5 separate regions of the Sus scrofa genome follow, and regions 1, 3, 4 and 5 are each linked to region 2. The links are chromatin contacts, called in public targeted proximity ligation maps. All regions are on one chromosome and are shown on one strand. The core of a region is the stretch at or near the end of the contact, and the rest is flanking DNA. Distances in the headings are between cores, read along the strand shown. Region 1 has its middle 180 kb from the start of TRIB1. Region 2 has its middle 33 kb from the start of TRIB1. Region 3 has its middle 160 kb from the start of TRIB1. Region 4 overlaps NSMCE2 (E3 SUMO-protein ligase NSE2). Region 5 overlaps NSMCE2 (E3 SUMO-protein ligase NSE2).

The links.
Region 1: a contact with region 2 is called in a targeted proximity ligation map of skeletal muscle. A contact is called at or near these places in 5 of 47 Hi-C or Micro-C datasets (alveolar macrophages, liver, omental adipose tissue and 1 more) and 2 of 2 datasets of targeted methods (alveolar macrophages and skeletal muscle).
Region 3: a contact with region 2 is called in a targeted proximity ligation map of skeletal muscle. A contact is called at or near these places in 4 of 47 Hi-C or Micro-C datasets (alveolar macrophages, liver, omental adipose tissue and 1 more) and 2 of 2 datasets of targeted methods (alveolar macrophages and skeletal muscle).
Region 4: a targeted proximity ligation map of alveolar macrophages shows a contact between it and region 2. A contact is called at or near these places in 2 of 2 datasets of targeted methods (alveolar macrophages and skeletal muscle).
Region 5: a contact with region 2 is called in a targeted proximity ligation map of alveolar macrophages. A contact is called at or near these places in 2 of 2 datasets of targeted methods (alveolar macrophages and skeletal muscle).

The regions. Positions count from the first base shown.
Region 1 is chr4:14,114,923-14,120,018 of Sscrofa11.1, reverse strand. No RefSeq gene overlaps it. Among named protein-coding and RNA genes, the nearest start is that of TRIB1, 180 kb to the left of the region's middle.
Region 2 is chr4:14,262,671-14,267,820 of Sscrofa11.1, reverse strand. No RefSeq gene overlaps it. Among named protein-coding and RNA genes, the nearest start is that of TRIB1, 33 kb to the left of the region's middle.
Region 3 is chr4:14,131,108-14,136,254 of Sscrofa11.1, reverse strand. No RefSeq gene overlaps it. Among named protein-coding and RNA genes, the nearest start is that of TRIB1, 160 kb to the left of the region's middle.
Region 4 is chr4:14,439,040-14,444,293 of Sscrofa11.1, reverse strand. The region is part of intron 4 of NSMCE2 (E3 SUMO-protein ligase NSE2); the gene reads left to right. Among named protein-coding and RNA genes, the nearest start is that of TRIB1, 140 kb to the right of the region's middle.
Region 5 is chr4:14,488,879-14,493,770 of Sscrofa11.1, reverse strand. The region is part of intron 4 of NSMCE2 (E3 SUMO-protein ligase NSE2); the gene reads left to right. Among named protein-coding and RNA genes, the nearest start is that of WASHC5, 110 kb to the left of the region's middle.

The DNA.
Region 1 (5,096 bases), core at 1,184-3,683, 150 kb after region 2:
AGGGTGGGGCTGAAATTTCCCACCCTCGAATCAAAGCTCCCCGGGTCACAAGAGCCCACGCCCCCCTCGGGTGAAGTAATGGCTTTCCTAAAGTTACCTTGCTTAAATAACAAAAGACATCCTGATCACTCTTCTTCACCCAGGAAATTCCAAGAGGTTCAGGAATTCTAGGTAAGGAACCTTAATGAAGACCAAATATATGTCTATTTCTTCTTAATACTCACAGTCACATCTGTGCTGCTTTATTCCTGCACTTGGGAGAGTAATATTTTCATTTTTGCCTTGAGGGGAGAGAAGGTACATGGGCTTGAGGAGTGTTCCTTGGGAACGCTCATTCCTGGGCAGGGAAGCTCAGTGCACCCACAGTCCAGGCCCTTGCAGGCTCAGGCAGGAAGCCTCTCTCCTCTCTCTCTCTCTCTGTCTCTCTCTCCCTCCCTCCCTTTCCCTCTCTCTCTTTCTCTCCCCTTCTCCACCCGGCTCAGCTCCTTACTTCCCAGCCCAGCCCTCGGCCCCATCCCCGAGGCCACGTCAACCCTTTCTAACTCGTTGGAAGAGGACATGATTTCCTTGGGAACTGGGGCCCATCGCTCCTCAGCTGTCCTGGACCATGAACTCCCTTGCCTCCCCAGGGACGGGCACATGGGAAGGAGTCCTTGGGTGCTCCAGCCTCTGACTCCTCCCTGTGGGTCCTGGGGGAGCTTGTTGGCCAGCGGAGCGAGAAGAAGCACTGAGGCTGAAGGAGCAGGCTGCTGGCTGCCATCCTACATAAACACGCTCCATCACTGTAAATTATTTACGCGCCACATGGAGGCTGGACAGGCTCCTTGATGGGCACGTTAATTAGAAGCCCGAGGATTCTGTCTTGGCCCAGATTCCTGGGGGCTGAGGGGGCGAGGGGAGAGGCAGCGGGGGCCCATTTCCTTCCCCTCAGCATCCCCCTGATTGGAACCCTGCAGTGAGTCCCGTCCTCTCCGGGAACAGGCTGAACTCCAGAGCTCAGCGCTGCAGGCCTCTCTGCAGAGTCGATGCCCTGTTCCCACGTCCAGACCTCCGAGTCTTGTGTCCTCCCTCTGCGGGCCTCCTTCTGCGGGCCTCCCTCCCACCTACCGACAGTGTGGACTTGCTTCTTCCTTGTACCCCCAGCGCTGCACATCCAGCGTAGCCTCCAGTCTGATTTCAGACCCCACCTGCGTCACTTGCAGAGAGGCGGTGTGTTTCCTCAAGTAGAACTAGAGACAGTGACCGCGTCTCTGTGAGGAGGATTGAACACAGAGCCAGTTTTACCCAGCGCTTCCCATTCACAAATCCCACCGGGATTTAGTGTTATCACCATCGTCATCATTAGGACAGGACTAATTCCCTCTGTTGCAGTCACTTCCATCCTAAGCCTTGCTCTTACTAGACTCTGCCCTACTGGAGTGCAGCGGCCACTGCGCTGGGTTAAAAAACAAAATTCAGGGAGTTCCCGTCATGGCTCAGTGGGTTAAGAACCTGACTAGTATCCATGAGGATTTGGGTTCCATCCTTGGCCTTGCTCAGTGGGTTAAGGATCCGGCATTGCCGTGAGCTGCTTGAGTAGGTCACAGATGTGGCTCAGATCCCATGTTGCTGTGGCTGCGGTGTAGGCCTGCAGCTGCGGCTCCAATTTGACCCCTAGCCCAGGAACTTCCATGTGCTGCAGGTGCGACACTAAAAAGAAAGAAAAAAAAGGAACGAAAAAATGGAGTTTCTGCTGTGGTGCAGTAGGTCCTACTGCAGCAGCTTGGGTCACTGCAGAGCGGCTAGTTTGATCCCTGGGCCGGGAACTTCCATATGCCATGGGTGCAGCCATAAAAAACTAAAAACAAAACCCCCCAAACTTCAACTGAGTAAATGTGAAGATCTAATTGGCTTTATTCAACAATTCATGATCCGTCCGGAAAACTCTCCCCATCCTACAAGGTTCGATTCATGCTGACTCTCCTAGGAAGCTCATCTCATTACTCTGTTACTGCACATTGCTCCTTACTTCTCAAGCACTAGCCATAGTCCTTACGAATGAAAGAGGAATGGATATTTTTTGAATACCTACTATGTGCCAGGCACTGGACTCTTCTATTTGATAACCACTGTTTAATGTTCCCAGGGCTCCAGGGGTGTCCGTATTATTTGCCTCATTTTGAAGACTAGGCTCCAAGAAGGCAAATGCCTTTGCCCAAGGTCACTGGCCAGGAAGTGGTGGAACTGGACTTAGAATCCAGGGCCTGAAGTTTTCATGGCACCGGGGAGAGGCCAACTAGGGAAGAAAGGAAATGGAATGATTCGTTTACTGCCCCAGGCATTTTCAGCAACAAGTCAGTCATTTCCCTAATTCCCAGTCTGTTGTTGGTGCAGAGACTTGGCAGTTGGAACCAAGCTGAAAAAAAAAAACAATTCTCTTTTTAACTCAGTAGCACCACCTGCAGGATCTGAGGGAACACTGCAAAAATGATCAGGGGCTACAGGGCTCCTCTCTGGGGGAAGGGTTCCAGGAGAAGGGACCTGAGACACCATCTGATACCCTTCAATCTTAAGAAGGAGCAATTTGAGATCCAGACAGGTACTGACTCAAAGTCACAATGTTAGTGATGTCAGATCTGAAGCTGTATCTCTTCTGACTCCTGGTTTAGTACCTTCCCCCACCTTCATTCTCATTCTCTCTGTCTCTTGCTCATTCTCTGTCATTCAATAAACATTAACTGAGCACTCAATACGTCTTCAGCATATTCCTTCTTGGGGGATATGAGTACTGATAACTAAAATGTGCCATTTAGGATTAATGTTTAGTTTTTGATTAATTGCCATAACAACATAACTTTGTCATTACAACCAAGACATTACTGTGTATCAGGCAGTGGGCTAAGGTGTGATCTCAGTGGGCCCTCCCAGATGAGGAAACCTAGGCTTAGAGAGGTTTGGGAATATGGTTCAGCAGTTGTGGAGCAGGGATTCAAACTCAGATCCTTCTGACTTCGGACCCAGAGATCTTAATCACTATGTTATATCTACCCTTTAAAATATCTAAGGTTATTTCACACGGGCCGGCCGGTTAGTTCAGTTGGTTACAGCATGGTGCTAATAAAGTATCTAAGGTTATTTCAAGAACAATCCACACTCTAATTAGGATGCTGCTCCTATTTAAAGTAATTGCTTACTTCCTGTCTAAGTGGGGTGCTGACTCTCCTTTCACATTCATTGCTTCTGAAATCCCTAGGAGTTTCTAGTGAGATTCTACTCCATACTAGGCACTGTGCTGGGTGCCAGGGACGCAGAAGTCACAGGAACTCACCTAGGAGCTTGTGGCCTCCTTGTAAGTGTCAGCCTTAAATCATGGCCATCCGCAAGATGTTCTGGCAGAAGTGGGACCCAACTCAGGGGGCGCCATTCACACTACAGCTGGTGGAAATTATCCCCCCTCCAAGTGGGGGCATGGCGGGCATGGTGCTGCCCGTGTGAATGACCCGGTGGGATGTGCCAGTTGGAACAAGGGACAGGAGCATGGGTGGGGGATGGGGAAGAGTCACTTCCGACTCTGCAGGGTAGGGAAGCTTCATGAAGAGTTCTGGAGCATGACTGCTGCCAGAGCTGTACAGACTTTGATTTCCTCTTCTCTTCAGCTGGGAGGTAGGGTTAAGTTTTGAGGAACTACAGCTCTGTGTTTCGACCTGCAGAACAGAAAGTGTATTTCGGTTTCTTTTTCTGCATTCACTCCCAAATTGCATTTTGGTTTAAGTTCCCAGGAAATTTGTCCTCATTCTCATTTTGGGGTAGATGAGTAGTTCCTCTCTATGGGGATGCTTGGTTGCTAAAATTGGAGCTCACCGATGGCAAGTGGCATGTCTAAAACCAGAGATCAAGTTTGGGCCACCATGCAGCTGTTGAAGGAATTCTTGCCCCAAACCACAGGAGACTGAACCCACGGCGGCCCCAGAGAACGGAGCATTCACCCCCAGAGAACGCATCCCCTCTGCGTCTTCCCTCTCTCCTCACCTTCTAAGAGCACTTCCCATGGGTACCTGTGAGTTTTACCTCGTTGCACTTATAGTAGAAAAGTAAAAGAGGTTTTGTTTTTTTGTTTTTTTTTCATTTTTCCAAATGTAAAATGATCTCATAATAATGCCTGTACTTTGAAGATGCTGATTCAGACCCCACGGCGACAACTGCAGGCCTGAGGTGGGCCAGTGACTAGGGGAGTGCCAACAGTGCAAAGGTTTGAAGGGCAAAAACAACAACGAAACCCCCCCAAAACAAAACAAAACAAAACAAAACAAAAAACCCTGCTTCCAGCCTTCCAGGGGAGTCTGCTCTGCTGTTGGCCCTGCAGCCACAGGAGTGACCACTGTGGGAGAGTCTGGCTGTGATGAGAGAGGAGTGATGGAGGCAGGGTGGTTCCCCCCGCCAGCACCCCCTTAATGGTAAAGCAAGGAGATGGGGAGGCTCTTCTGTTCTGCCCTGGGAAAGAGAGGCTGATCCGCCTCTGGATTTCACATTAACTGGGAGAAGGAAGTTTCCTTCTTTCCCTGGTTGTGGGCTAAACAGCCAGTCTGGGACCATAATCAGCCAAGATAACTTTGTTTCTACGGGAAAATGAGTACAAAGATCCAAACAACTGTCTTAGAAATCAACTGTTAGGAGTTCCCATTGTGGCTCAGTGAGTTAAGGACCTGATGCTGTCTTTGAGGATTAGAGTTTGATCCCTGGCCTTGCTCAGTGGGTTAAGGATCTGGCATTGCTGCAAGCTGCGGCATAAGTCACAGATGAGGCTCAGATCCCATGGTGCTGAGGCTGTGGTGTCGGCCGCAGCTGTAGCTCTGATTTGACCCCTAGCCGGGGAACTTCTGTGTGCGGCAGGTGCAGCTGTAAAAACAAACAAACAAAAAAAATCAACTACTGGAATACATCCCTTTGTTAAGTTGAAGTGCTAGTCATCCTTGTAAAGTTAATGCTGCGAAAAGGCTATGACCTGGGAATTCAGATGCCTGGGCTTCAGGCTGCCCCTAGCTAGAGGATTTGGGGCAAGTCACATTCTTTTCCTCTTCAAGGCCTCACTTGTGGAATGAGGGGTCAGGCCAGATGGA
Region 2 (5,150 bases), core at 646-3,145:
CACGGAGCTTGAGCAGTTTCACCTCTGTGATCATCCAGGACCTAGACTAAGGCACAGAACCTCTCCCAACAGGCTCCCTAGGCTTTCTCCCACTTACTACAGTCTTAGCCCCACCCACAAGTGACCCTGCTTTTGACCTCTAGCAGTAGAGATGAGTTCGGCCCATTTCAAAAAAATTATTTTTATGAAGGTGAAATTCGCATAAGAAAATGAATGAGTTGACGTTCCAGGGGCCTTTAGTACATTCGCAATGTTGTGCAACCATCATCTCCATCCAGATCCAAAACATTTTCATCGCTCTGCAGGGAAACCCCATACTCATTAAGCTGCTGGCCCACTTTGAATAACAAGGAGAATGAATCATGCAGTGTAGCCCTTTGGGTTTGTTTGGCTTCTTTCTCCCCCATATGTTGCTGAGTGTCATGTGCCTTGGGTACCAGTATCATCCCCATCTTAGAGATGAGGAAACTAAGCACAGAGGTGAAATAACCTGTCCACCGTCACTCAACTGGTACATGATGGAGCTCTGACCCCTGGTAGTGTGGCCATGGAACCCCATTCCTGGAGCATGCGCCATACTGCAGGGGCAGGGAACCAGCTCCAGGGAGTAAGGCAATGAGTTGAAGGCAGCCAGCCAGGGTTTCAGCAAGACTGCAGAGACAAAGCTGTTGACAACTAGGCTGTTTTTCCCTTGACTAACTAAATGAGCTTGGGGTCTTTTTCCTAGCCTCAGTGTCTCAATCTCAGTAAAGCCTTCTCAACCTTCCTTGGTGGGCTGTGGGAAGCTTGGTTGAGAGCCCTCATAAACATTGGGGTGCCATACAAACCCATTCATCAGGATTATGGCTCTAGGATGTCACGTTTCTTTGGGAACTTGGTGGAGGCTGGATGAGCCCTGGAGGAGACCCGGCACTGCTTGGGGATGGGTGGCAGGCCCTTCCTGTTCTCTCTGAGTGTTTGGAGAGCTTTAATATTTCCTGTGCTTGGCTCCATCCAGAGTTATTGTTTCAAACCCCTAAAAGCTAGGGTCTCTCCCTTTAAGGAAGTTAGTTCTCCCTCAGAAATATCCCTTCCCAGTCTTGTGGTCAAAAGCATATGCCTCCTCTGGACATGCCCTGTGAGAATTCCACAGGCTGGCATTGTTATCTTTATGAAGTTAATTCTCTGTTGGTCCAGAAGTCAGATTAGGAGCAAAAAGAAAGTCAAATGACCAGACGTGCTTGAGGGGATGGTGCTTGGTTGAAATGAGCCGCACTACTTACCCGGGACCAGAGAGCTTGCATTTTATCCTTGTCTACATAGTGGACTCACTAGTTTCAATCCTATGAGTGAATAAAACAATGTCATATCATGAGGTGTTATACTCCTGAATAACAATTCTCCTCTGGCAGGCACTGGGGGTTCCCTCGAAGTTTCCAGAATCCTTCTCAATCCTGTAGCCATTCTGGGCTACCCTGGGAACATGAACCCTTTGGGCACCAAGTCTTCCACTTTAACCTTGTTTAAATCCCAACGCTTCCCTTTTCAAGTGGTTTCTAAGGGGAAAAATAAAAAGAATGTTCCAGAACACCCTGCTGGCTCAGGGATGATTTGCTAGAGCTGTTTCCTGGATTACGACCTCTTCTCCCATCAGCAAATCATGTGAAACAAACTCCTGTCAGCTGTAAACCCTGAATGTGGGAAAAAGAGCTGACACACAGGGCTCGTTTTCGTAAAGTTGACATTTCTCATGAATAGCAAATTCCTGAAAGTGGGCAGATGACCAAGACCAGGAATTCTCATTAGCTGGTGATAATCAGGCCTGACTCTGGCTGCGGAAGGCAGCTGGGAGGGGAGGTCCATCCGCGTGGGAGGGGCCACCGCTGATAACGGACCCACACAGCAGCCGGATCGCCTGCTAAGATCCTAACACGCTCTGAACGGGCTGGTCATCCTTTCGCCTCTCCCGCAGCTCCGACCCTCCCCCGGGGACCCCCACCTCCGCACACACCGGCAGCCAGAGGGTTAGTGCTGACCCAGCGAAGGCCTTCCAGACAAGGTCCAGCTGGGCTCTGAGCCTCGTTTGGAGGGATCTGTGACACACTGGTGGGTAAATAAATGACATGTCCCCTCCCGGCTGTGGGGTGACAGTTCCTTCCTCAGGCCCTGCAGAGACGGAGGCTCTGGCCCCAGCCTGCTTCCTGCTTCCTGAGAATGTGACCTCCGATCCCCCCTCTTTAGAGTTGAAGGACAACTAGGAAATGAGTTAAGCTGATTGTTTCCCATCCAGAAGCCCGATCCCACCCTCTCACATCCACGTTCCCCAAACAGTCAGCATTAGCAATTTTTTTCCCCCTACCCTCATCTCTGTAGCATTTCCTGGTTTTCCCAAACAGAATGAGTCACTTCCTTTTCTGTGTTCCCACAATGCTCAGAAGCCACCATATCTCTGTGATCCAATTTTATTTTATGAACTTTGCAATTTTTCTCCTCTGGGCATAGGAAAGCTTGTGAATATTTCTTTTTCTCTTTTTGCTTTGGCCTCTGGGAAGCTCGAGTTCCAATTTGAGTGGTATAATTTACATAAATAGGATGCATAAACTGCATATAGTTTGATGAGCTTAACAAATGTATACACCCATGTAACCACCGCTATAATCATGATATGCAACATATTTCTTTTTTTTTTTTATGTTCCTTGATAGGCTTTTTTTTTTTTTTTTTAATAATTTTTTTAAATTTTCCCACTGTACAGCAAGGGGGTCAGGTTATCCTTACATGTATACATTACAATTACATTTTTTCCCCCACCCTTTGTTCTGTTATGATATGCAACATATTTCTATTATCCCATATTCCCTTGTACCTGGTCCCAATTACCACCGATCTGCTCATAGCTGCCGTTTATTAAATTCACATTTTCCAGAGATTTGTATAAATGGAAACATATAGTATGTGGTCTTCTCTATCTGGCTTTGTTCCCTTGGCATAACGCTTTTGAGATGCTCCCGTAGTTTTGTGTATACCAGCAGGATTCCTTTTTATTGCTTAGTAGTATTCCATTGTATGGATATATCACAGTTTGCTTGTTCATTCTCCTGTTGATAGACACATAAGCAGTTCCGTTTCTGGGCTATTATGAATATAACTTCTCTCATCATTTATATCTAAGTTCATATGTAGAAAAAAAAGGCAGTTGATGTAGGCAGTTCAAGGTTCTCCCAAGAAATATAGCCAATAGGATCTATCTATCTATCTATCTATCTATCATCTTTCTATTATTTTTTATTTATTGGAATTGGCTCACATAATTATGGGGGCTCTCAAGTTTCTAGATCTGGCAGCTGGCAATCTGGAGACCCAGGAGAGCCGATGTTTTAGTTTGAGTCTGAAGGCAGTAAAAAAGTTATTGTCCTAGATCAAAGGCAGTCAGAAAAGAAGAATTCCCTTTGATAGGGGGAATGGTCAAGTTTTTTGTTCTCTTCAGGCCTTCAACTGTCTGGATGAGACCTGCTGGCATGAGGGAGGGTGATCTGTTTTACTCAGTCTGCGGATTTATGTGTTAACGGTATCCAAAAACATCCTCACAGAAACAACTAGAATAATATTTGATTAAGTATCTGTGGCCCAATCAAGTAAACCCATAAAATTGGCCATCACAGTGGGTGTAAGTGGATGAACAAATAACCATATGATCTAACTGGATTTTATCTTTTGGTGGGCAGTAGGTATAGATCATAATTAATTGAATTTTTTTGTAGTACAAGTTATTCTAAGTAAATTATTCTCCCTTTTTTACCTTACTAAACTTCCATGTACACATGGCAATCTTGACAAATATCTCTGGAGCTTGTATATCTTTTTTTTTTTTTCCGGCCATGCTCATGTGATGTGAAATTTCCAGGGCCAGGACTCGGACCTGTGCCACGGCAGCAACCCCAGCCACAAGCAGGGAAACTCCATATTTCATTCTTTTTTATGGCTGAGTAATATTCCATTGTATATACGTACATACACCACTGTCTTAAACCTATCATCTGTTGATGGACGCTTAAGTTGTGTCCATGTCTTGGCTATTATATATAGTGCTGCTGTGGACATTGGGATACATGTATCTTTTGGAATTAAGAGTTTTCATCTTTTCTGGATTGCCCCCAGGAGTGGAATTGCTGGATTATATAGCAGCTCTATTTTATTTTTTGTTCTTTCAGGGCCGTACCTGCAGCATATGGAGGTTCCCAGGCTAGGGGTCCAATTGGAGCTGTAGCTGCTGACCTATGCCGCAGTCATAGCCACGCCAGATCTGAGCTGCGTCTGCGACCTACACCACAGCTCATGGCAATGCCAGATCCTTAACCCACTGAGCAAGGCCAGGGATTGAACCCACAACCTCATGGATACTAGTCGGGTTGGTAATCCGCTGAACCTCAGCGAGAACTCCCGTGAGAGATGCAGCTTTAAGCTCAGGCCTCCTGAAGCCAAAGTTCGGGCACTCTCTTTTGCATTACACTGTGTATTTTTCTCTTTAAAAATCCAGATTTAGGGAGCTCCCGTCGAAGCTCAGTGGTTAACGTGAGCTGTGGTGTAGGTTGCAGATGGGGCTCGGATCCCGTGTTGCTGTGGCTCTGGCGTAGTACGGTAACTACAGCTCTGATTAGACCCCTAGCCTGGGAACCTCCATCTGCCACGGAAGTGGCCCTACAAAAGACAAAGAGACCAAAAAAAAAAAAAAAAAAAAAAAAAATTCAGGCTTAGATGGGTGGCCCTTGGTTCCTATGAGTGCAGACCATGTGACCTTCCATGCCATCTTTTGGGACAGGGCCCCATTGGGAATTGCTGCAGAACAGACCCACAACACGGCTGCAGGCACGGACTCTGTCTCAAATTAGACGAGGTCAGCAGTTGTAGGCCTGGGTGTTCGCTGCCATGTAATGTCACATGATGTCAACCCTGAAATTACTGGGACTGGCTCCAGTGGGCTCCACAGCCAACAGGGCACTGCGAGAGCCATGGGAAATCAGCTATCTACTGTTGGTCCTTCCTGCTAAGCTGGGATGCAAATTGTTCCAGAATTATCTGGCTGGTTGTAGCTGCAGTGGAAGGCATGATTTAATCCTCCTGCCCGGGCTGTTTGCAAGAAGCTGTGTGCTTTGGTTATTAAAATCTGCCTA
Region 3 (5,147 bases), core at 1,310-3,809, 130 kb after region 2:
ACTGACTTACACTCTTGGTAAAACTAGATTTTCATGGCATAGGTTTTTAAAGGGAGGTTATCTTTGAGGAGTTCCCATTGTGGCTCAGCAGGTTAAGAACCTGACTAGTATCCATGAGGATGTGGGTTCAATCCCTGGCCTTGGATCCAGAATTGCTGCAAGCTTCGGCACAGGTTGCAGATGTGGCTCAGATCTGGCATTGCTGTGGCTGTGGCATAGGCCCACAGCTGCAGCTCCATTTCAATCCTAGCCTGGGAACTTTCTTATGCTGCAGGTGCAGCCCTAAAAAGACAAACTACTACTACTACTACTAAAGTGAGGCACCTTCGGATTTTCTTGTATGGTGGAGAGGAAAATTTGGATGGGGAGGGAATGGCAGAACAGGGTGTGGAAGCCAAAGGAGTAGAAGCTGTGGTTTTCCCCCAAAGTTGCACAAAATTATAATATGACTTCTGCTTTTCATCTCCTCTGGGTGGCAACTGGGGAATTCAGCAGCTTGCTTGAGAGGACAGAGTTAAGTTAATCGTTAAATCTTAGAAAGTCTTGGTTGTCTAACCTGTTGGTCTCTCTTGCTCATGGCATCTGCTGACATCTCTTCCTCACGCTCTAACCTGGGGATGCACGAATTTCCCTTGTGTTATCTCGTTTTTCTCTTTCTTTCCTTCTTTCTTTTCCTTTCTCTCTTTCTCTCTTTCTTTCTCTCTTTCTCTTTCTTTCTTTCTTTCTTTCTTTCTTTCTTTCTTTCTTTCTTTCTTTCTTTCTTTCTACTTTCTTTCTTTGTCTTTTTAGGGCTGCACCTGTGGCAAATGGAGCTTCCAGGCTAGGGGTCTAATTGAAGCCTTAGCCCCCAGCCTATACCACAGCTACAACAACATGGGATCTGAGCCACATCCTTGACCCACGCTGAGGCTTGGAGCAACACCAGATCCTTAACCCATTGAGTAAGGTCAGGGATTGAACCGGAATCCTCATGGATACTAGTCAGGTTTTTAACCTCCTAAGCCACAATGGGAACTCCCGTTATCTCATTTTTGAATTTCCACTTTCCATTCCATTCTGTGAATGGCAGCCAAGCACCTACATGGGCATACTGTGAGCCAGGCATATGGGTTTAGTGCCCATGAACCAGGGCACTAAACCCAGGAATGCCAGGCCCTGGAGATAAGACAGTTGACCACACATGGCCTCTGCTTTGGAGGAGAACTCACTTCATAGACAAAGTAAGCCAGATACACAGCCGAACATAATTTTTGGCAAAATGTTGGGGCCAACAGAGGTGGACAAACAGAGGTTTGAGAGATCATACCTAGGTAATATGGTGGGGGATTCCTGGAAATTTTTCTTGATTTTTGAGAGAGGCAGTGGAGTTGAGTTTTGCAAAATGAGCAGGATGTGGCTACTAGAGAAGGTGATGGGAAAGACCTGCTTGGGGAGGGAAGAGCATGAGCCTAGAGAAGCCCTTGAGAATGTCCAGAGGATGTCATTGGTTTGACAGCCATAAAGTGCACTGAATCCTAAACCCACTGAGCAAGGCCAAGGATTGAACCTTCGCCCTCATGGATACTAATCAGATTCCTTTCCACTGAGCCACAACGGGAACTCCCTTTTGCTGATTCTGACAATGAGTGACCCCCTCCTATGTTAGAAGTCCCCTACACTGGTCATAACAATGGAAAGCTTCCCAGATAGGGAGTTTCTAAAAGTCCAGATAAGTTATTTAATCTCTTGGTACCTCAACGTTTTCATTGGCACCCAAGATAAAGTCCTTATCTCATGAGGTTAAGATAAGCAATAAGAGGAAGTTCCCATTGTGGCTCAGCGGTAACAAGCCCGACTAGTATCCATGCGGATTCGGGTTCCATCCCTGATCTCGCTCAGTGGGTTAAGGATCCAGCATCGCCTCGAGCTGTGGAGTAAGAGACACGGCTCAGATCCCGCATTGCTGTGGCTGTGGTGTAGGCTGGTAGCTACAGCTCCAATTCAACCCCTAGCCTGGGAACCTCCACATGCCACAGGTACAGGCCCAAAAAGCAAAAAAAAAAAAAAAAAGAGAAGGAATAAGAGTGAATGATGCACATAAAGTCTTAGAACTAGGGATGGCACCTAATAAACGCTCAATAAATATTAATTATTATTGTTGTTGAATGCCTAAAGGTTTCAATAAATGGCTTGACCATGAGATCTCAGGGGCAGGTTCACTTAATTACTTCTGCTCTTCTGCATTTACTGGTTTCTGAGCTAGTAGCTTCCAGCAAATGTCTTTCATTTATGGACTTGCGTGGTTGAATGAATAAACATGAGAAAAATATCCCTTCTCTCCAGAATGCAAAAGGTGCCAGTTGCATTTTATCCTTGCGGCTCCAGACATCAGACCCCAGCGCGGGTGGGAAGACATCCCCTCCCCCGCACTAATGGGCCAACCCCTTATCTTCATGTGCATCTTTTGCGAGTTACTCTCGGGTAAAGGAGAACATTTGACCCCGGTTTAGAAAGATTGCCTTACACAATCTCCCGGTTCCCTAGATGGGACTTGCTGAGCTGACAGATTGTACAGAGAAGAGCTGACTATTTTTAGGATGAACTGGAAAGATTAGAACTTTGCTCTCTCCTCAAATATCAAACCTGCCATTGGTAGGAATCCAAACAGGAATTCCTGGGGAATTGGATGGAGCGACTTATTTATTGTGCTCTCATTGCTTAAAATTCCAACATAAAAATAATAACAGGCCTTTGATATTAGAGTGACTAGATGGGCCACATACTTACTAAGTGCTTTACACACCCTGTGTTGTTCCATTCATATAGCAACCTCATGCAATTGGTTTCCATCTTCTTATCTTTTCTTTCTTTTTTTTAAGGGCTGCAACTGTGGCATATGGAGGTTCCCAGGCTAGGGGTTGAACTGGAACTGCAGCTGCCAGCCCACACCATAGCCACAGAGATGCAGGACCCTAGCTGCGTCTGCAACCTACACCATAGCTCACAGCAACGCTGGATCCTTTAACCCACTGAGCAAGGCCAGGGGTCGAACCCACATCCTCATGGATACTAGTCAGGTTCTTAACCCACAGAGCCACAACGGGAACTCCTCAATCTTTCTATGTTACAGAGAAGAAAACTGAGGCACAGAGAGTAAAGTGTCTTGACCAAAGCCACAGAAAGAGGTTTAGTGAGGCTGGAATTCCATTCCTGGTCTATCTGGCTTCAAGACCCATGCTTACATGAGGATGAAAATGACAATGACACAAAATAAAACAAAGGGGGAGAAAACAAACTCATGCTCCTGGCTGAAGAATGAAATCATTCAAGTCACAGTGGATTGACTGAGTACATCATTTTGCCAGGTAGAGCGGCCGATGAGCAGATGAGAAAGTCAGGGGTTCTGCCTTTGGGGAGCTCCCATCCTAATAAGGGCAATGTGAGCATTTTATTGTTTCTCATCTGCCCAGCTCTTTCATTCTGTCTCTCATCCAATACCACACTGTGGGGCTTGCTGGTCAAGGTTCCTGTATTCCTCCGGCCAAGTGTGGGCGTTTGCCTCATGCTGGAAAGTCAGACTACGGGAAAGTAAATTATGACTCAAGAACCTCAAGAGGAGCTGAGTGGCTGAGTGAGCAGCACTCTGAAGATAACTGCAGGTTAGTTTCTACCATCCGGATGATCAGCTCTTCCTTCTTCCTGAGAGTTCCTTGTGGCAGATAGAATAGCACACATCCCAACTCCCTTCAAGCTATGCTTTCTCTGTCCTAGAAGGTGGAAAGCTCAGAGTTCACTTTCCCAGGCTCCCTTGCAGGGAGGGGTAGCTGTGTGGCTTAGTGCATGAGATGCAAATGTCTATCTACTGGGGATGTCTTTCCCCTTGCTCCAGGATGGAGGAAGGACGTGATGGTTGGAGCTGTAGCAGATACTTTATAAGCATGAGGAAGAGGTTAGGAGGACTGCACAGACAGCAACCCTGCTCAGCAACATCTTTCCTTTGGACCCCTTGCTGAGAACTCCTTACTGTTTTAAACCACTATGTTTGGAGGTTCTGTTACTTGCAGCCAAATTCATCTCTGAACTGATACGGAGTCTATGTATTCCTTTTGTATTTATTTTTAATAGAGACGGTACTCAAGGTAGACAGAATTACACAACCCCAAATACCCTAATTGATACAGGAAAGGGAGGGAAGTACAAAGCAAACCATAACATCAGCCAGAACAACCATGCTCTCCTGGAGGGAAGAATTGTCACAATACAAATCCATGTGGACATAGTCTGCTATATTTTTCTAAGACTTTTCCACACATTGTTTCCTTTGACTCTCTCAGCCACCCAATAAAATAAGCATTATTATAAGTGAAAAAAAAACCCTCAGAGTTTGAGTACTATGGAAATGAAGAAAAGGAAGTGATTAATTCTAGCTGGAGAGGAGTTCCTGTCGTGGCTCAGTGGTTAACGAATCTGACTAGGTTGCGGGTTCGATCCCTAGCCTTGCTCAGTGGGTTAAGGATCAGGCGTTGCCCTGGGCTGTGGTGTAGGCTGGTGGCTACAGTCCTGATTAGACCCCCTAGGCAGAGAACCTCCATAAGCCACGGGTATGGCCCTAGAAACGACAAAAAAAAAAAAAAAAAATTCTAGCTGGAGAAACTGGCAACCTCAGGAAAGGGCTGGTTTGAGCTGGGGTTTGAAGGATGAATAGACTTTTAATAAATGAGGAAAGCAGTGGGAAGGGCATTCCTGGCTAAGACAAGAACTACAAAGCTTAGGAGTTCCTGCTGTGGATCAGTGGGTTAAGAACCCAACACAGTGTCCATGAGGATTGGGATTTGAACCCTGGTCTCACTGGGTGGGTTAAGGATCTGGTGCTGCGGCAAGCTGCTGCATAGGTCACAGATGTGGCTCAGATCTGGTGCTGCCATGTTTGTGCAGTAGGCCACAGCTGCAGCTCCGATTTGACCCCTGGCCCAGGAACTTCCATATGCCACAGGCGCTGCCTTAAAAAGAAAGAAGAAAAAGAACTACAAAGCTTAGAGGCATGAAAGGGCTGGGGGTGACTTTGACAAGTGTGGTTGGTGCTTAGGACTGGGGTCTGGGGAACTTGAGAAGCATACAGAGGAGGTAGGGTTGGAAAAGTCAGCAGGGGCCGAATGGAATCTCCCCCT
Region 4 (5,254 bases), core at 489-2,988, 180 kb before region 2:
TGATGAAATGACTTTGGCTTCTTAAAACTGAGACCTTTGTAACAGTGCTGAATAGGTATGAATCAGGTTTCATCGGAAGGAGCCCTAGAGATCCTACATCAGGGTTCTGGAGAGAACACATGCTTGCTTTTATGGCAGTGGAATACTCTGCTGATAGTGGCTTTCCATCCTGCTTTTTTATTTTCTCACAATCTTAATTTAAAAAAATTTATATAGGGTGAGATTTTGATCAACTAATATTTTTACTATTTCAGCTATTTTTCATTTATTATTAATTAGTTTTTTTATTGAAGTAGGAGTTGATTGACCGTGTCATGTTAGTTTTAGGTGTTCAGCACAGTGATTCAGACGGATAGATATAGATATATTCTTTTTCAGATTCTTTTCCCTTAGAGATTATTGCAAAATGTTCAGTATAGTTCCGTGTGCTATTCAGTAAGGTCCTTGTTGGTTGTCTGTTTTATATATAGTAGTCTGTATATGTTAATCCAATTCTACTAATTCATCCTTCCCTCTTAGTCCTGCTTTTTAATGCTCTATAATCACGCGTGTGTTCTATGTTTCACTTCAGTAACGATTGTTTACTTAGCACTTTGTGTCTTCAGAGAACTCAACCACATGAAATAATTAATCTGCATAATAACCCTGTGAGTTAGTAGGTGGGGATTATTGCCCCTTTTTTAAGATGGGAAAACCCAGAGAGGTACTCAGTGACTTGCTCAAGGCTATACGGCCTCTGAATTTTGAGTCTGTAGTTTCCTTTATCTTATCATACTCATATTACATGTTTATTGTCCATCTTAACTTCTTAGGCCATGTTTGTGACTTCACGTATTCAAAAATCTTAGCATTTAATTCTAGGAAAGGGCAAGATAAGGAAAAAGTGAAAGTAACAAAATGACTAAGTCCCACTGCCCCCCAGGAGGTTGGGGGATGTTGCTGGAAATAGTCATATAACTAAGTCTTCCAGTATATCCAGGGAAGGAATTTCCAATTTCCAGTGACATCCAGTGAAGTGACATCATTTCAGCTAACTGACCAGCCAGGCCTTGTATCAGGGAGTCTTCTGTGGCAGTTCACTGGAGCTTTAACACTACACATAGCAGCAAGAAAATAATTATAGAAATGGTTTTTTTGTTTTTTTTGTTTTTTGGGTTTTTTTGTGTACATATAAAGCTGTGTGGTATAGTGGAAAGAAAACTGGCTTTGGAGCTCAGTAGACCTGGGTTGAAATCTCTCCCAAGAGGAAGCTGGATGACACCACACCAGGTTCTTTCCAGCAGCAGTGTAGGAAGGATTAGATAATGATGTATGTCAGCTGCCTGGCATGGAACCCCACAATTAGGGCTTCATAAATGGTTGCTGTTATTTTTAAGCTCATTCAGAGACAAGATGTAATGCTCTAAGGGCCTTTTGATTTTTCCGTTGAATGACTGGACCAGGTAAATTCAACTTTTGAGGAATTACAGCCTCTTACAAGAAGCCAGTGAAACATTTTGATATTGGAGTCAACTAGACACACTATCAGCCCTTGTTCACTGACAAATATGGGCAGGTAATTTCAAGAGGTCAGTCATCAGTGTGTGCCTTCCAAAACATTATAGTCATGTTACAGTAAACTTTTTATATTTGTTGCGTCACAAAGATTTATTGAAGTGATAAAAGTTATTATGGAAAACAGTGTGCGGTAACTATGGTAACAGTTATTTGATCTCACAGTAATTAGCTAAGCATTTAGTTGCACAAGACTTTCACAATGCCTTCCTGGTTAGTTCATTAAACAAAATTAGCTTTTGTTTGAACTGCCTTTCTGTAGCGTCCTAAATTTGGTTTTAGTTCAAAAGAATTGAAAAGTGGGTTTTAAAACTACCTTTCCAGCCTACAGTTTGTGAACATATTTGAAGTTGCAACTGGTTGTTATCTAATTCTTCCTACCGCAGTATGATTGTGATTCATCACTGTCCTCTGAAGTGTGCCTTTCAGGTCACTGGAGTGGGCTAGGAAGTGGGCAGAAAAGTTGGAGGCTCGTTTCTTAATTCTAGCCCTGTTTCTGGCTCCATTGGTGGATTGGAGTCAGCTGGTGCCCTTCCATGACGTAGTTTCTATACCTGTGGAATTGGGTTGCTGTATTATGTGTGAGAATTTGAGATCTCTTGAATGTGGTCATTTCTTGAGAACCTGCTGGTGCTCTGATGGCACCTGGAGCTGGTAGGTGCCCAGTTTTCTCAAGCCCTCCCCCACACCTCACCCCCCCAACCGCCCCAGGTGCCTCTTCTGCCCTGTTCAGCATAACTCATGCTGCATTCAAGTTCCTCTCCTTTTGCAAGATGGATGGGACTGCCGGTGATTCACCGACGTGGTGATGTCACTCTCCAGGGACTTGCAGAGCTCTTGAGAAGGGGCCTCTGCACCTGGGTTCAAGGAAGGTTTCCCGACCCCATGACTCCTCCCTGTTCGCCCCCAGCATCCAGGTGAAGCCTAACCCCTACGGTTTGATAGGTGGAGGAACCTGAGCGCAGTGGAAAACTTCAAGCATTCAAGATTTCACAACAGACAAATAATGAAAATGAAACCAAAAAATGTTTTAACTCATTTACTAAAACTGAGGCGGTTCCAAGATCAAGTAGCACAACAGGGTTTTTAAACATTCAGTGAAAGTTCCTAGTACTGATTTCATTTTAATTCCTGTCAATGTAGTGATTTTATTTTTAGTTCACCTACTTTTTTAAAGACACGACTAGGTTTTAAAAACTAGTTGCTAGTGTTCCCATTGTGGCTCAGTGGTCATGAACCCAACTAGGATCCATGAGGACGAGGGTTTGATCCCTGGCCTCGATCAGTGAGTTAAGGATCCCACGTTGCCGTGAGCTGTGGTGTAGGTCCCAGGTGCCGCTCAGATCTGGCATTGCTGTGGCCGTGGCGTAGGCTGGCAGCTGTAGCTCAGATTCGACCCATAGTCTGGGAACTTCCATATGCCACAGGTGTGGCCCTAAAAAGACACACAAAAAAGAATAAAATAAAAACTAGTTGCTTTCTGAATTGTGAGGCAAGTTCCTCTCCCAATTGACTGGATATCAGCTACCAGTTTTCCACTGGGCAAATGTTTTGGGGGCCAGAACATTGCCAGTTCTGGTCATGTTTATTTGCATGACTAGACTGATTTCTATAGGATAAATGAATCTTCAGTTTCACTAACTAGGGTTAGACTTCTAATGATAGGAATCTATTTGTGCTTGATTGGTCTTGACATTTTTCTGGCCAATCCGAAGAGAATGAAGATAATAATAGAATAAGTTATCCCAGGTGGCTTCAGCACCTGATCCATTTCTTTTTCCCCCTTTTCCCTATTTTTGCTTTTATCCTGTATGATTTTGATGGCTAAGCTGGAAAGGACTCTTCACTCCTCTCTTCGTTTTCACATATGCTTCAGAGAATAGTGTCTTTCATACCATTTAGGAAAAATGTGACGTCCTTTGATTCAACTCTCGTTGCAGTTGCCATGAAACTTTCCCCAGTTTCTCTCCTACCCTGTCCCCTGTTCCCTGACTCTCCTGTGTCATTTGTACCTAATTCTTAGGCATATTTAACATTGTATATTATAACTTTGGGTTAAAAACAATCTTCCTCAGGGGGCTGTGAACACCCCCAGAGGTAAACCACTCCTGTGCCTCCCTGTATCTTCCTGTGGTACCCAGCGTACAAGACTGTGCCCGCAGCCAGCCAGCCAGCCAACCCAGTGACTTGTCCTCATCTCACCTCATCTTTCTCCGTGATGTCCTGAACTCTAGTCGTGTGTGTTTTCTCTTTTGCTGCCAAGCCCACCCATGCTGGATGTTTACCCTGCAACTTCTCAAATTTTGCATTCCTTTTGTCTAGACCTACACAATGACCTCTGTATCCATGTCCAATCACTTCAGAAAAAGAGGAAGGGATGTACTGTTTGCTGAGCATCTGTTGTGTTTTAGGTACTGTACAGTGGGTGTTAGTCATTCCACAACCCTGTGAGGTAAGTACTAATGTCCATATTTTTTAATCATGAAAACCAGGTTCAGAAAGAAGAGAAGCTAATTTTACTGGAAGACGTAGTATTTGAACACAGGGCTCTCTGTCTCCAAACCCTAACCTCCTTCACTTTTTCCAATCTGTTGGCTCCTTTTTGGTGACTCAGCCCAACGTGAATACCACATTAAGCCAGTTCATTAAAGCCATCGCCTGCAACCACCCTGTGCTCCTTTGATCTCTTGGCCTTCTGCTGTGCTATCAGTCAGCCGGAGGTCTCCCTCCCCCTCTGGGGCTCCTCTCCTGCTCTAGTGCTCTAGATCTCTGCTAAAGAAATGACACAGATTCTTCCAGACATGGCTTTTTACCAGAGACAGGCTGCCAATTTCATTTAGACAAAGAATGCCCAACCCACTCGCAGCCCCTGCAATGCCCACCGCGAACAGTGATAAACAGCCATGAGTACATCTCATTAGAGCCTCCCTGGAAGCCATTACCAACTGATGAGAAGTGAGATAGGATATAAAACCTACCTGCCAGTCTGATCCACTCCTGAACTTACTGTGGCTGAGTCGTTTTCCCACTCTTCTCTGTTAGACTCAGCACTAACAAAGTAATGCAACACCTCAAAACCCTCTTTGTTACTCCTGAAAAGCTGGGTGCCTTGTTGTTGTCTGGACACACCTTTTCTTTGCTTTGGTTCACACATTCTATGTGCCCACCTTCTCCTCTCTGTCTGTAGGATAATTAGTAATAGAGTAGAGTAGTGTCATTTTATTCTACGTGTCATGAAGGCGAACTCGTGTGTATTGTCCCTCATTGTACATTCAGTGCCTGGTAGAGCATCTGACATGTGGTAGAGCCCCAGCAAACATCTGAATAAAGAAGGAAGGAAAGAAAAATGGAAGGACGGCCTTGGCACAGATGCCCTGTTAGACTCAGCACTGTACAGGTGCGTGTACTGCACCTGTACCTTCGTTCCTCCTAATGAGGAGGTATTGTTATCTCTATTCCAGATGAGCAAATGGAAGCTCATAGAAGTTACTGACTAGTAGATGTTCCCGTCATGGCCCAGTGGTTAACGAATCCAACTAGAAACCATGAGGTTGCGGGTTCAATCCCTGGCCTCGCTCAGGGTTAAGGATCCGGCATTGCCGTGAGCTGGCTCGGATCTGGTGTCGCTGTGGCTCTGGCATAGGCAGGCGGCTGCAGCTCTGATTAGACCCCTAGCCTGGGAACCTCCGTATGCCGCAGG
Region 5 (4,892 bases), core at 2,256-4,755, 220 kb before region 2:
TTGTATTTAGGGCCCAACCCATGGCATATGGAGGCTCCCAGGCTAGGGGTCGAATCGGAGCTGCAGCTGCCAGCCTACACCACAGCCATAGCAATGCAGGATCCCAGCCGTGTCTACAACTGACACTACTGCAGCTTATGGCAACGCCAGATCCTTAACCCACTATCGGGGCCAGGGATCAAACCTGCGTTCTCATGGATGCTAGTCAGATTCGTTTCCGCTGAGCCATGACAGAAACTCCTATTTTACTATTTTCTATATCCTGTTTAAGTAGATTTACACAATACTTGTCTGTTTATGTCTGACCTATTTCACTTAGTACAATATCTTCAAGTTTTGTTTGTGTGTGTGTGTGTGTTTTGCCATTTCTTGGACCACTCCCTTGGCACATGAGGTTCCCAGGCTAGGGGTCGAATTGGAGCTGTAGCCACTGGCCTACGCCAGAGCCACAGCAACGTGGGATCCGAGTCACATCTGCAACCTAAAATCACAGCTCACGGCAATGCCAGGTCCTTTAACCCACTGAGCAAGGCCAGGGATCAAACCCATAACCTCATGGTTCCTAGTCGGATTCATTAACTACTGAGCCACGACGGGAATTCCTCAAGGTTTAATCTGTGTTGTAGCATGTATTAGATTTCATTCCTTTTTAATGCTGAACAATATTCCATTGCATTTATATACCCCATTTTGTTTATCCATTCATCTATCAATAAACGCTTGGGTTGTTTCCACTCTGGGGCCTCAGTGCTACTAATGAACATTGGTATGCAAATATCTGTTCACATCCCTGCTTTCAGTTCTTTATACCTAGAAGTAGAATTACTGGATCAAATGGGGCCTGTGGGTTTTCGACAAATGCATAATGTCATGTATCCACCATTATGATATTGTAAAGAATAGTTCCACTGCCCTAAAAATCTCATGCTTCAACTCTTCATTTCTCCCCGCCTTTGCCTAAATTTTAGTATGGTCTTTCTATGAAGATTTAATTAGGGTTTACACTCCCTTTAATCTGGAACTTCCAGGTAGAGATGAGTAGGATCCTGGATATTTGTAGAGTTAGTGATCAAGGGAGTCAAAAAGCAAGAAATTCTGATAAATTATTTTTTGTCCTTTAGGCTTTCAGATTCTGAAAGTTACCTCTACAGTAATCACAGAGGTAAGGAATACAGAGCTTAGAACCCATGGGTTTCAAAGAAGATGTTTGTGAGGATACAGTTTTATGTTTTATCTGCTTGTTGCAGAGATTTATTAAGCCTCTACTGTAGGTCAAGCCATGTGCTAGCTGCTTTCCAAGAGAACAAATGATGCCCTTCAGGCAAGTTAGAGACGATGTTAAGAGTTTCCATCTTTTGCACCATGGAGGAGCCCCTTCACAGTCGTTCCCCAACTGCGTTTCGAAAGATGTCTGTTAGGTAACTACACTTGTGCTAGGCTTTTTCAAGTTCATTGAAAATAGCTTTTGAGCCTCCATTATAACTTTCAGGCAGTCTGGGTGGCTTAGGCATTCTGATACGAGAACTAACTCGTCAGTTGTTTTTTTTTTTTTTTTTTTTTTTTTGACTCTAAGCAGCTGTCTTTGTGCCAGTCCTGTCATTACAGCTGGGCCGAGGTTCTTTGTATGGCTGTTTTCCAGACGAGCCTCGCTCAGATTACCATTTCTCTCTCCTCTCCAGTTGCTTGCTGACCTAGGCTTTTCCACTATACTCCCTTTGTGCCAGTGACCATTCGAATGTAAAAGAAAAAAACTGAACACGCGTAGTGGGCTAGCACTAGCCGCGAAGAGGAAAGGACTCCATCCTTCAGGCGGTGTGTGCACTAAAGCAGTGGTCTCCATGTGTCTTCGATGGTTCTGCTCAAGAGGAGCAGACACCTCCTGATATTTTGTTTATTCAGATTTATACATATTCTGCATAATGTCAGCATGTATGTTATTAGGAAGACCTAGTTTTTTTCCCCTCATTTTTTAGATAAAACTTTAAATAAAAATTCCAAAAGTTTGCATACTGAGGTTCATGCATCCTAATTTGAAAACCTGGGCTGGAATAATGGATAGCTTGGATTTTTTTTTTTTTTTAACTGAGCAGAATAGTTAATCACTGTATATGACTGTAGCATAGATTCTGTAGGTAATGCTGAGGATTCTGACAGCTGTAAACAGACCATTTAGGGAAAAGCCCTAGCATCCATCTCATAGTCACTGTGCTATTCAAGTGTAAGAATTCCATGTGCATTTGGAATAAAAATAGCATATTCTGAAAAACTGAAATTTTTTTTTTTTTAGATCAGTCGGTTATTAGCCATGCATCTCTCACCACCAATATATTTTTTTTCTAGTATAGTTGATTTACATTGTTGTGTTAGTTTCAGGTATATAGCAAAGTGATTGAGTTATATGTGTGTGTGTGTGTGTGTGTGTGTATACACATATAAATACATGTTTTCTAGATTCTTTTCCATTATAGGCTATTACAAGATACTGAATATAGTTCCCTGTGCTATACAGTAAGTCCTTGTTTGTTTTATATATAATAGTATGTATCTGTTAATCCCCAAATCCTGGTTTATCCCTCTCCCACCCCCTTTCCCCTTTGGTAGCCATAAGTTTGTTTTCTATGTCTGTGAGTCTGTTTCTGTTTTGTAAATAAGTTTATTTGTATCTTTTTTTAGAGTCTACATATAAGTGATATCATATGATATTCGGCTTTGACTTACTTTACTTAGTGTGATAATCTTTAGGTCCATCCATGTTGCTGCAAATAGCACTATTTCATTCTTTTTTGTGGCTGAACTGTATTCTCTTGTATATGTACACCCCACTTTTGTCATCCATTCATCTATAAATGGACACTTAGGTTGCTTCCATGTCTTGGCTTGTAAATTGTGCTGCTGTGAACATTGGGGTGCATGTATCTTTTCAAATTAGAACAGGCATTATTTTTTAAACACCTGTTGAGTGTTCACATTACCAGGCTAACTGTTCACTATACTTGATACTGTGCAATGATTCTATTTGGTATCTATAGCCCACATTTCCTGCTGTTTTTGCTAGATACTTTTTAAAGCACTTTACTTCCCTGTGGCCGCACTATCAGAGAAACATGGGTCGTTGTGACTCTTAACACAGAGCCACATAAAATCCGTGAACAACAGTCCACTAGAGTTTCACGGCACAAACTTTTAAATGAATCATTAATAGTATCCTCTCTATGTCGTTGCTCTTTGGGGTCTGGAGGGGCGGATAGACAGAAGGAGTTGAAAGAATAGCCTAAGATGCATTTCGTGTTTGCAGTGTTCCAAAGCCTGGATATAAATAATAGATGAGCATTTCTACTTAACTTATCTGGCTAGATTCCTGTGCCTAATGGCTGCATATATACCATAAACAGTGTGAAGAAGCAGCCATGGAAACACTTGTTTTCTTGTTGGGCTAAATTTACTCTGGGTTGAATATTAACACAGTGCCTGGCAGTACTTTAAAAGCAAAAATAGCTTAAGCGTGACTCACTCTGAGTCATTTACTGCTAGTGTGGCTATACTGCCTAGAGCTTGACATTGAACAAGTTGGCAGCCTGTATTGCTACATTTTTTCTAGGAACTCTGAACACATTTCATTCTTGTGAATTCGCTTGTGCAAGATATTAAATAGAGTAATATGTTTATTTTGTTTCAAAGTCAAATGAATTTGAGAATGGTGAAACTAAAGTATTTTTCTTGGGCTTTCTGGAAAAGCCAGATTCTCAGAATTCTGCTGTGGTTAAAAGACTTTATTTTATAAAGAATTAATAAAATGTCATGGAGCTTATGTTTTTAGATGCCTACATTTTTCTGATTGAAAACCTCAGATTGCCCTGAAAATCATCACAAAAAGCAAGCCTAGGTCGTACCACCATGTAGATTCATTAATTTTCTGACATTACCTGAGTTAGATGGATTGTGTCATTCAGGACACTCTTTCTTTTACTTTTCCTTACTTCTTCTTTAAAAAAAAAAAAAAAAAAAAAAAAAACCAACAAAAAACCACGATGAGGCATGCAGTGAAGCCTGCCTTATAGTTTAGTCGGGTATGTGACTGTAAACTTCTCTCTTGGTATTAAAGGTTATATAATGGGAAGTTCATTGGTTTTTGAAAGGCGGACCAAACCCACCCACGGGATTTCTATTGGCCCTTTAAATGTATTGCGTGCCTTTCCCTGGGCAACCCGCGTGGTTGAGGAAGGAGGGAGTTGCTGGTTGGCTGACTGCGGGAAAGCCTCTGAAGGTTCAGTTGCTCTCATGTGGGCTCGGGTCAGGAACGGCTGGGAATCTAAAACGATATCGATGAAGATGGTTTTCCCTTGATGTTGCAATCTTTACCATGTTTTTGTGTTTAGTTTCTGGAGTTGCCTAACAGTATAATTTCAATCAAGGCTTAGTTTCAGCTCTTTTATTATAAACTGTGGGGAACAGGATTTTTTTTTTTTTCTCCTCCTTAAAGGCGCTATCATTTTGCCTCAGGAGTTCTATGATTTGTATAGAAAGACAGCCTGAAACCAAAATGAGCCTAAGCTAATGCTAGATGTTGTTTTGAAATTGTTTTACCATAAAATTCTTGCATTAGGAGATGTAACTCAGGCAGAGAATTTCAACATAGTTGCATAAATTGTGTTTCATATTACAACTTGTTCTCTACTTGACTTCATTGAAATTAATAAAAGGACTCTTTCAGAAGGATCTGGTGAGTTAGCATCATTGTTTAAAAAAAAAAAAAAAGGAAAGAACTTACTCATAATGTATCCTGTGTTGCTAAGTTTTCAAAGCTAGCTATCTCAGCCACACCCAGAAAGCCCTTTCAGAGGACTGAAATCCACTTACTCATTTATGCTGGCTTAGAATTTTCTTCCCAGTAA